Linked DNA regions of Mus musculus: all the other regions are linked to region 1. A link is a contact called in public HiChIP or PLAC-seq data. All regions are on one chromosome and are shown on one strand. The core of a region is the stretch at or near the end of the contact, and the rest is flanking DNA. Distances in the headings are between cores, read along the strand shown.

Region 1 (2,852 bases), core at 114-2,613:
CATTGGTCAAAAACTATCATTTATGAAAGGAAGCCAACTCTCACCATTGTCCTTTCAAGATAGTACCAGAAGCCTGAGCATAGTCTCCTGACAAAGGAACATGGGGGTTCCTTGGGATACCTGGACCTAGAGTACCCCCAAAGTGTGAAAGGGTCCCAACAGCAAAGTTGGCTGCAGTTGGTTCCCTGGCTGCAGGAGCTATGGCCAGAGTGTGTCCCCCATTCCTTAAGTCTGTGTGTAGATGTCTCAGTCTCCACGGTGACTATTTGGATGTGAGATCTTTAGGATGGAATTCAAATTAAATAAGGTCACAAGGGTGGGCCCCAATCTAGTAGGGCTGTTGGTCTTACAAGAAGAGAAGGGGACAGCAGAGGTCTCTGTCCCTTCAGAGGAAGAGAGAAAGGGACATGTGAAGACACAGCCAGAAGGCAGCCAGGGAGTGTGACCAGGATCTGCAGTTGAATGGCATTTGGTCGTGGATTTCTGAGCCCCTAGAACTGTAAGAAATGAATGCCTGCTGTTTAAGCCACCTGATCTGTGACATTTTGCTAGAACAGCACAAGCGGACTAAGAACGATGCAGTAACCCTTAGCTGGTTCATCACAATATCCGTGAGAGAGCTCTGCTAAGACAGTCTGCAGTCCCAGGTACAGTGGGATCCAAGTGGCCACTCCTAATCTGCCATTCCTTAGCCCCTGCCATTGGTACAACAGTTAGGGTCCACTTGAGATCCTCTGGGTTTCGCCTCTTGCTTCTTTACCTTAACTTGCTTCAGTAACTAACCTTGCTTGATAGCATAGAAGTGGGACATACCAGGAGGGTATTCAGTATACGGCCATTCCTCCCCTACTGCTCAGTCAACCTACAAGGAATGAGAAGCCAAAGAACCAACCTGTACCCCAACTCCCTGCTCATTCTTCAGTTTGGAGAGGCTGCAATGAGGCAGGAACCTTCTAGAGGACAGGAGTCTGGTTATCCTGCTCATGTGACAATTAGGTGACAGTTGTTAGCAACCAACCACCTAGACTCTACTGAGCCCAGCACTACAGGGCAGAGGCTTCAAAAGCCACAGACTGTATTCTCTAGCAGAGGGGACAGTGCCTCGTGGGGTCTGAAGCCCAGCTGTTGACTTCTGGATCTGGCCTGCCTCTCATCGGCCAGCAGCTTCAGAGAGGAAGAGAGAGGTCCCGCTGCAGACAGAGACCTGGAATCAGTTTTGTCTCGTCCTCCTCCATGTCCAGGGCATACATAGGAAGAAGTGTGGAGCAGACAGACAGAAATGGACGGCTTTATCCAGGTGCACACCTCACTGGTTCTGTCAGCCACGACCGGGCCCCCGGGTCTATGTTAAATCCACTTCCTCAGACTAAAAATAACCATTCACAAGCAACAAACGTCAAAGTATTTTTAGCACACTTCAGACAACCAACCTTCCTGTTAGACTTCGGCTTTTGCTCTCTGAATCGGCTGCAAGCACAACTGAAACTACCCAGAACTCTGCACCTCAAATAGGCCACGGTGACCCCAGGTGACATCTGACTGTCGATGCCAAAGAGACTTTGTACCGGGAGATTAGAATCTCTAACGGCCTTCTGCTTTCAGCTGGCAGAAAGCCAGGCGTTAAGAGAGAGGGAAGGCTCAAACATTCAGGGTGAAGAGTTCTGGCCTTCTGAAGGTCACTGGTGTGGTTTCCTGAAGAAGGTCTTAGGAACCAGAATGCGGGACGGTTGCAATAGTTACAGTGGAAAACCAAGGAAGCCTGTGACCTGGCCACACTGGCACACAGCTTCCAGGTGATGAAGACATTTCACCCTGTGATGCTAGGCAGCGAAGGAAAAGAAACTGGCCAACTGTCACCTGTCAAAGACAATTTTAGGGGTGGCAGCATAATTCATTAAGAGAGAAAAAAAAGAGTATTTTCTTTTAAACATGTATATATAGCAGGTGAACTCTAGGAAGCAACTTACATTTAACTAAACAGCAATTTGTTTCCGCCAAAGTTCTCTTCCTATAACAGGTCTACCAGGTCTTAGCTGTCTCTTGTCCCCTTCACATGTACCATTGCTCTGTGGCAGTAAGAGATTGGGGGCAAATACAGAGCTGGGCTAAGAAGCCATAATCTTTATAAAGAATGGTCCATACCACCGGGAGGCAAGAATGGGAATATTTAGGGGAAGATATGTGTAGAATAAAGAAATTGGAGAAAGACGTCTAAATGTGTGCCCTGGCCAAATGAGGTTAGTTAGGGTGGCAAAGGCGTTTTTTCTGAGACCCTATTGAAAGCGACCTGACTGTGACAACTTCATTCATCCAAAGCTAGAAAAGAAAGGCAAAGCTTCGTCTGAAGAAAGAAGCAAGAAATGGGCTCACACGCATCTTCTTGACTTTGTCTTTACCCTTCAACTAAATGTAATTTTTTTCTGCCTTTGAGTAAAAAAAAAGTCACTCCTCTCAGCATGCCAACATGGCACCCCTTCTTCTCTCCCTGAGAAGAGCATAGAGAGAGGGCAAGGGGGAGCCTGCCCAGAGATGGGGTGCTGAGACATGAGGTAATGTCTGTTCCTGAGCTATGGTTGAACCCAGAAAGAGCTTGACAGGGGCTGCAGAGAAGGGGGTGCTGGTTTCTAGACACTTCTTTATGTTTGGCCTAGGTATAGGCCAACCTTCAAAGCAAATGTCGGTTTTGGAAATGTGTGTGTGTGTGTGTGTGTGTGTGTGTGTGTGTGTGTGTGACAGAGAGAGACAGAGAGAGACAGAGACAAAGAGAGAGAGACAGGAGAGACAGAGAGAGAGAGGTAGGAAGTAGCCACCAGTCATGACGGATGATAAGATTCAACTACACCTCAGCTGCT
Region 2 (2,852 bases), core at 175-2,674, 870 kb before region 1:
GGTTAACCCTTTGAAACAAAGGCCTGCCTGCCATTCCTGGAACAGACAGTTGAATACCATGTGTAGTTAAGGTTACAGGTGGGCATAGCCCAGTCCTTGAGAAACAGAAGTTTCATCACAAACAGCAGTGAGCCTAGTTTGTCTTTACTGTAAGATGGCTTTTAAGCCTAAGACAGAGGCAGACTAGTTCTTTAGTTTGCCAATATTTTTCTTGTATAGGGATTTTCAGTGCATTTTGAAGTATAAATAAGACCTTTTGTTTTGATGGAGGTTTTGGTTGGTTGATTAGTTTTGAGGTAAAATCTCTCTAGGTAGGCTTGGTTGGTGTGTACTTTCTATGTAAAGTATGTTGGCTTCAAACTTGTTATACCTCTCTCTATCTCTGCTTCCTGAATCTGGGATTACTGGCATGAACCACAGTGCTTAGCTTCAAGTGTTTTCATTTTGACAGTTTCTTTTAATTTTTTTTTTTTAATCTGCCTTCTTTCCATATCCTAGAACTCTGCTTCACTCGAGACTGAGGCTCTCCTGTTCTGTTTAGAGGTTTTTGTAATTGTCAGGTTCCATTTGGATGGGAGGTCATAGAAAGCTGTGTGAGGGAGTAGTGTTTTAGCTCAGAGAGGGGCGAATACAGTGTGTGGGTGAAACGCCTCGTTTGCCTATCTGGGTGCAGTTCTTAGGCTGGAGCACAGTACTGCTCCTGGAAGTACTGCATGGAACCATCTCTGCTAAATTAGCCATAGACAGAGAGTATGACCAGAGTGGCTCCACTCTGCCTTCCAGAACAGAAGTGGGTCAAAAGCCAGCTCTGGTAGCTCATATCTGTAATCCAAGCATGTGGAAGGCTGAGGCAGGGGTATTGCCATGAGTTTGACATCAGCCTTAACATCAACAACAAGAAAAGTGTGCATAGTTTGGGGAAAGATCATTGCTGTTTAGGAGGCTGTTGACCAGGCTCAAGAAATACAGTCAGCTTCGGCCTGCAGGAATTAGAACAGTCGAGCCTGATTGTTTGAAATCTCTCAAGATGGTAAGTGGGTTAGATCATAACAGTGTCTGTGGCTTCTACCCCATCCACTAGGAAAGGAGGAGCTGCTTCCAAACCTCCACACAGCAAGTCATTTTAGACCTCTCCAGGGCTGGCTTGCTTCCCTCTTCAGAAGATCTTTGGGGTGGGTGTGGGGATTGGAAGCAAGTAGGTTGTTAATCCATGTATCATTTTTTATTTTAGTTGTTGTTAATTTTGTTTTAAGATAAGGTCCTTTTTATTTAGGACATAGGGAGGGGAGATGAGGGAGTAGAGGCAGAGAGAGAGGGGAAAGAGAGAAGAGGGGGAGGGAAGTGTAGAAGGAGGAAGTGGAGGAGGAGGAGGAAGAAGCTGACCATGAACACATGGAGGGGGTGGAGAGAGAAGAGACAGAGAGGGAAAAGAGGAAGAACAAGAGTAAAGCAAGGCCAGGGTTGGTCTCAAGCTCTCTAAGGATGACCGTGGACTGAGCCTTCTCCCCCACTTAAGTGCTAGAGTCACCACCCTGCCTCACCTACGTGTGTGCAGGCAGACCAAAGGTCAGCTTTAGGTGGTGTTCCTACGAAGCCTTCTACCTTGTTTGTTGAGACAAGATCTCTGACTGGGACCTGGAGCTTGTTGCTTAGGCTAAGGGGACTGGCCAGGGAGCCGTCTCACCTGTCTCCGTGTCCCCTGTGCTAGGACTACAGGTGCACACCGCTGTGCTGGCCGCTCATGTGGGTGTGGGGGATCGCGCTCCTGCCCTCATGCTTTTGATCTGTACAAATACTTTTACTGAGCTGTTTGATTAGTCTACATTTTTTGGTTTTGGTTTATCAAACATAAGGCAACTAGTAAAAACATAAAGTGTGTGTGTGTCACTGTGATAAACACCATGACCAAAAGCAACTTGGGGGGGGGGGGGGGCAAGGACTTATCCTCTAGGCAAGTCAGGTTAGGAACTCAAGGCTGGAGCTTAGAGGTAAGGACTGAGCCGAGGCTGTGGAGATGGGCTGACCCTGAGATACTCTCAGGGCTAACTCAGCCTACCTTCTTACACAACTCAGGGTCACTTGCCCAGGGGTGGCTCCTCCCACCATAGGCTAGACCGCCCCACATCAATCAAGAAAATGACCCACAGACTTGCCTATTTGCCAGTCTAATGAAGGCATCTTCTCAATTAAGGTTCCCTATTCCCAAATGACTCTAGTTTGTGTTAAGTTGACAAAAAACCTAGCACAATGTGGAAGAAAACATGACCCCAGGAGAATGTGGGTTGGTTTCAATTGATGGTGCTTTGATCAGTTCCGTTATGCGTGTGACTGTCATCAAGCCCCTCACTGCATTGCAGCATTGCATGCTGTGTTAATGCAGTGAGAGCAGCATGCTTTACACCTCTGTGCCGTCTCTTGGCAGCTCTCTCCTTGGGGTGTGTATGTGTACTTTTGAAAACAGTTTATTACAGTTTTGCCTACTGGTCTTAATTTTATGACATGAAATTTCAAGTTGAAATGGTTTGAAAACACCTCCATTGTTTCTGCGAATGGGGAAGATGAGAACCCAGTTCATATTTGTGGTGCCAGCACCATGGTGTAGTGACTGGTTATACACTATGGGGTGCAGAGTGCTCCCCACTCAGTGTCTGGTGATGGTGCTGTGGTGCTGCTGGGTGGCCACTCTACTGCAGGCTTTTCTCCTTTGTAACATTCTACTGTCAAACATTCTCCTGCAGCAAGTGTCTCATCGTGATGCCACAGACCTCACTGCAGACCACCGAGCCCTTCTGGTGATCTCCCTGTATCGGGGTGAGCAGGTTGACAGTGCATGAGGTCTCCACAGATGTGGT
Region 3 (2,852 bases), core at 228-2,727, 580 kb before region 1:
TCTCTTTTTGAGACAGGGCCTCCTACTCTGGATGCAGTCTAGACTGGTGTTGAACTCCTGGCAATCCTCTAGCTTCATTCCTGAGTGCTGAGATTACGGTAATTGCCCCATGACTGACCATCCTGTCTCTCTGTCTCTGTGTCTCTCTGTCTCTGTCTCTCTGTCCCTCTCTCTCTCTCTCTGCCTCTGCCCTATCCCCTATCCTCTCTCTTCAAGATCTTATGGATCTTAGGATGGTCTTGAACTCACCGCGTGTTTTAGAGGATGACCTGTAGCTTCTTATCCTCCTGCCTATACCTCCCCTCTGGGCTTGGTAGCTTACTTTAGTGCTTCTAATTTATTACTTCTAAGTGTGTGAGAGTTGCCTTCAGAGGCCAGAAGAGAACAGTGGATCTCCTGGAGCTGGAGTTGTAAACTGGCCAATGTGAGTGCTAAGAAGACAGCAAGACAGCCGGTACTGTGAACTACAGTCCCTATGCTAGATTTTTGACACCTCTCTCTTGTCTCTCTCTGTCTCTGACTCTCTCTGTCTCTGTCTCTACTTTTAAAAATGTGTATACACACACACACACACACACACACACACACACATTAGATTTGAACTGTACATAAGGCTAGATTTGAACTCACTACATAGCAGAGGATGGCCTTGAACGTCTCTCATCCTTCTGCCTTCACTTCCTGAGTGCTTAGGATTGCAGGCAAGTGCCACCATGCCTAGTTTTATGCTGTGCTGAGGATTGAACCCTGGGCTTCCTGAATGCTAAGTGAGCACTCTATAAAATGCTACCTTTTCATTTTAGGACGTGGCTGCACCATGTGGCAGCTGAGTTCTATCCTTATAGGTTTCTGCACCTCAGTGTTGAAGAAACGAAACAGCCTCAGGGAAAAACTGTCCATAGATAACTTTTATCTTCAGAGGGTTGACTCCTATTTGCTTGATTCATTGGGCAATTTAACCACTTCTGCCTAGTCACTGAGTGGAGGGGGAGAGGGCTATGGAGACTATTTAGTTACTATTGCCTGATCCCACAAACCCTGGATATATTGTGCACTGATCATACAGTTTTATTCATCTACCATTTAAAAGAAATACAGTAGATGTTGTGGTTTGAATAGGAATGACTTCTATAGACTCATAGATTTGAACGCTTAGAGAAAGGCACTATTAGGAGGTACGGCCTTGGCTGGAGAGATGGCTCAGTGGTTAAGAGCACTGACTGCTCTTCCAGAGGTCCTGAAGTCAATTCCCAGCAACCACATATGTAATGAGATCCAATGCCCTCTTATGTTGTGTCTGAAGACAGCAATGGTATGCTCACATACTTGAAGTCAGTCAATCTTTTTTTTTTTTTTTAAGGAGGTGTGTTCTTGTTAGAGTAGATGTGCCCTTGTTGGAGGAAGTGTGTTACTTTGGGGAAGGGTTTTCAGGTCTCAGAAGCTTGGGTCAGTTCACTTCCTGCTGCCTGCCAATCTGGATGGAGAACTCCAGGTCCTTTGTCAGCACCATGGCTTCCTGCACACTGCCATGGTTCCTGTCATGACTGTAAACAGCCCCAATGAAATGTTTTCTTTTCTGAGAGTTGCCATGGTCATGGCCCTAACTGAGAAAGCAGATTTATGTGTGTGCCCTATTCTCGTCTGAGCAGCATTTCTGCTGATTTTAGCTCTTGTCCTCACGGGGCTGGCAGAAGCTCATGAAGTTGCTCCCCTCCTGTGGTAGGAAGAGGGCCATGAAAAAGACTCTGTAGTGTGGCCTGACAGTTTTGACAAGCCTTGTCAAATTGTCCTTCCCGGCGGTGCCTCTTGCCCATTAGGAGGCTGATTGCTTATGAGGGAACCTCTCGAATTCCAGCAGAGACAAGATCAAGGCCTAACGTACAGAATGAACAGAGGCCTCTCTTCCCTTGACCAACAAATTTTGACACAATGGCTTGTCAACAAACAGGCCTGGGGTGGGAAGATAAAGAGTCGTCATTTGGGAATAAATGCTGTTATTTCTCCTACACAATTTGTAACCTCCTTTCAACCCTCCCCCTCCTCCTCCCCCTTCCCCTAACCACTACATTTTGCACACCAGGAAAATGCTCATGCTGCCATGGCTGGACAGCGTCCAACCCAACACCGGTGTGCCATTGCTTGCTCCTGATGTGGGTCCATGCCTTTACTCTTTCTAAACGTCTCCATCTTCACTTTAAATTTTTTTTTTTTCCTGGTAGTGTGCAATCATGTTGGAGACAAATAAAACCCGGTGTATGTACCTGCGTGCAATGTGGGTGAGAGACAGTCATACCAAGCACCTTGATCTGATCATTTCACATTGTATATACATGGCCTGAAATGCCACAGTGTACCCCATAGAGATATGCAACTAGTATGTGCCAAGAAGCCATTAAATGTGGGCTGGTAAGATGGCTCAGTGGGTAAAGGCACTGGAGACCAAGCCTGCCAAACGGACTTTGGTCCCTAAGAGCCACATGGTCGAAAGAGAGAGCTCCTTTTCCAGTAAGTTCTTCTCTGACCTCTAAATGCTAACCCGGACACACACACACCCCTCTCCAACAGAAAAGAAATCAACTACATATATTTATTTGAGATAGGGTCTCATAGAGCTCAAGTAGACTTCAAACTTGATACCTAGCAGACGATGACCTTGGCGACCCGACCCTATTCCATGTGTTGAGATTACAGGCATGTGCCACTATATTAAATTTCTATGTATTTTGGTTTTGGTACAGGGTCTTGCTATATTTTCTACTCTGTCCTTCACAAACACAATCCTCCTGTCTTGGGCTCCAGAGTACTGGGTTAACAGATACACTCCAGCATGCTAAAAATATTAATTAAAAAAA

The links. HiChIP or PLAC-seq counts read pairs in DNA pulled down with a chosen protein or histone mark.
Region 2: a contact with region 1 is called in an H3K27ac HiChIP or PLAC-seq map of microglia, with 5 times the contacts expected there. The contact joins two enhancer-like sites. A contact is called at or near these places in 3 of 115 datasets of contacts at active chromatin or transcription factors (embryonic basal ganglia, forebrain and microglia) and 1 of 9 other capture datasets (embryonic stem cells).
Region 3: an H3K27ac HiChIP or PLAC-seq map of microglia shows a contact between it and region 1, with 5 times the contacts expected there. The contact joins two enhancer-like sites. A contact is called at or near these places in 2 of 115 datasets of contacts at active chromatin or transcription factors (embryonic basal ganglia and microglia).

The regions. Positions count from the first base shown.
Region 1 is chr13:44,064,537-44,067,388 of GRCm38.p6, reverse strand. No RefSeq gene overlaps it. Among named protein-coding and RNA genes, the nearest start is that of Gm33489, 21 kb to the right of the region's middle. Within about 2 kb of position 1,363, at least 78 of the 459 cell types and tissues checked have an H3K27ac peak or open chromatin away from gene starts, as enhancers often do. A contact at or near this core is called in microglia, where this site is marked.
Region 2 is chr13:44,936,488-44,939,339 of GRCm38.p6, reverse strand. All of the region lies in intron 7 of Dtnbp1 (dystrobrevin binding protein 1), which reads left to right. Among named protein-coding and RNA genes, the nearest start is that of Dtnbp1, 64 kb to the left of the region's middle. Within about 2 kb of position 1,424, at least 52 of the 459 cell types and tissues checked have an H3K27ac peak or open chromatin away from gene starts, as enhancers often do. A contact at or near this core is called in microglia, where this site is marked.
Region 3 is chr13:44,644,741-44,647,592 of GRCm38.p6, reverse strand. No RefSeq gene overlaps it. Among named protein-coding and RNA genes, the nearest start is that of Gm40931, 9.2 kb to the right of the region's middle. Within about 2 kb of position 1,477, at least 4 of the 459 cell types and tissues checked have an H3K27ac peak or open chromatin away from gene starts, as enhancers often do. A contact at or near this core is called in microglia, where this site is marked.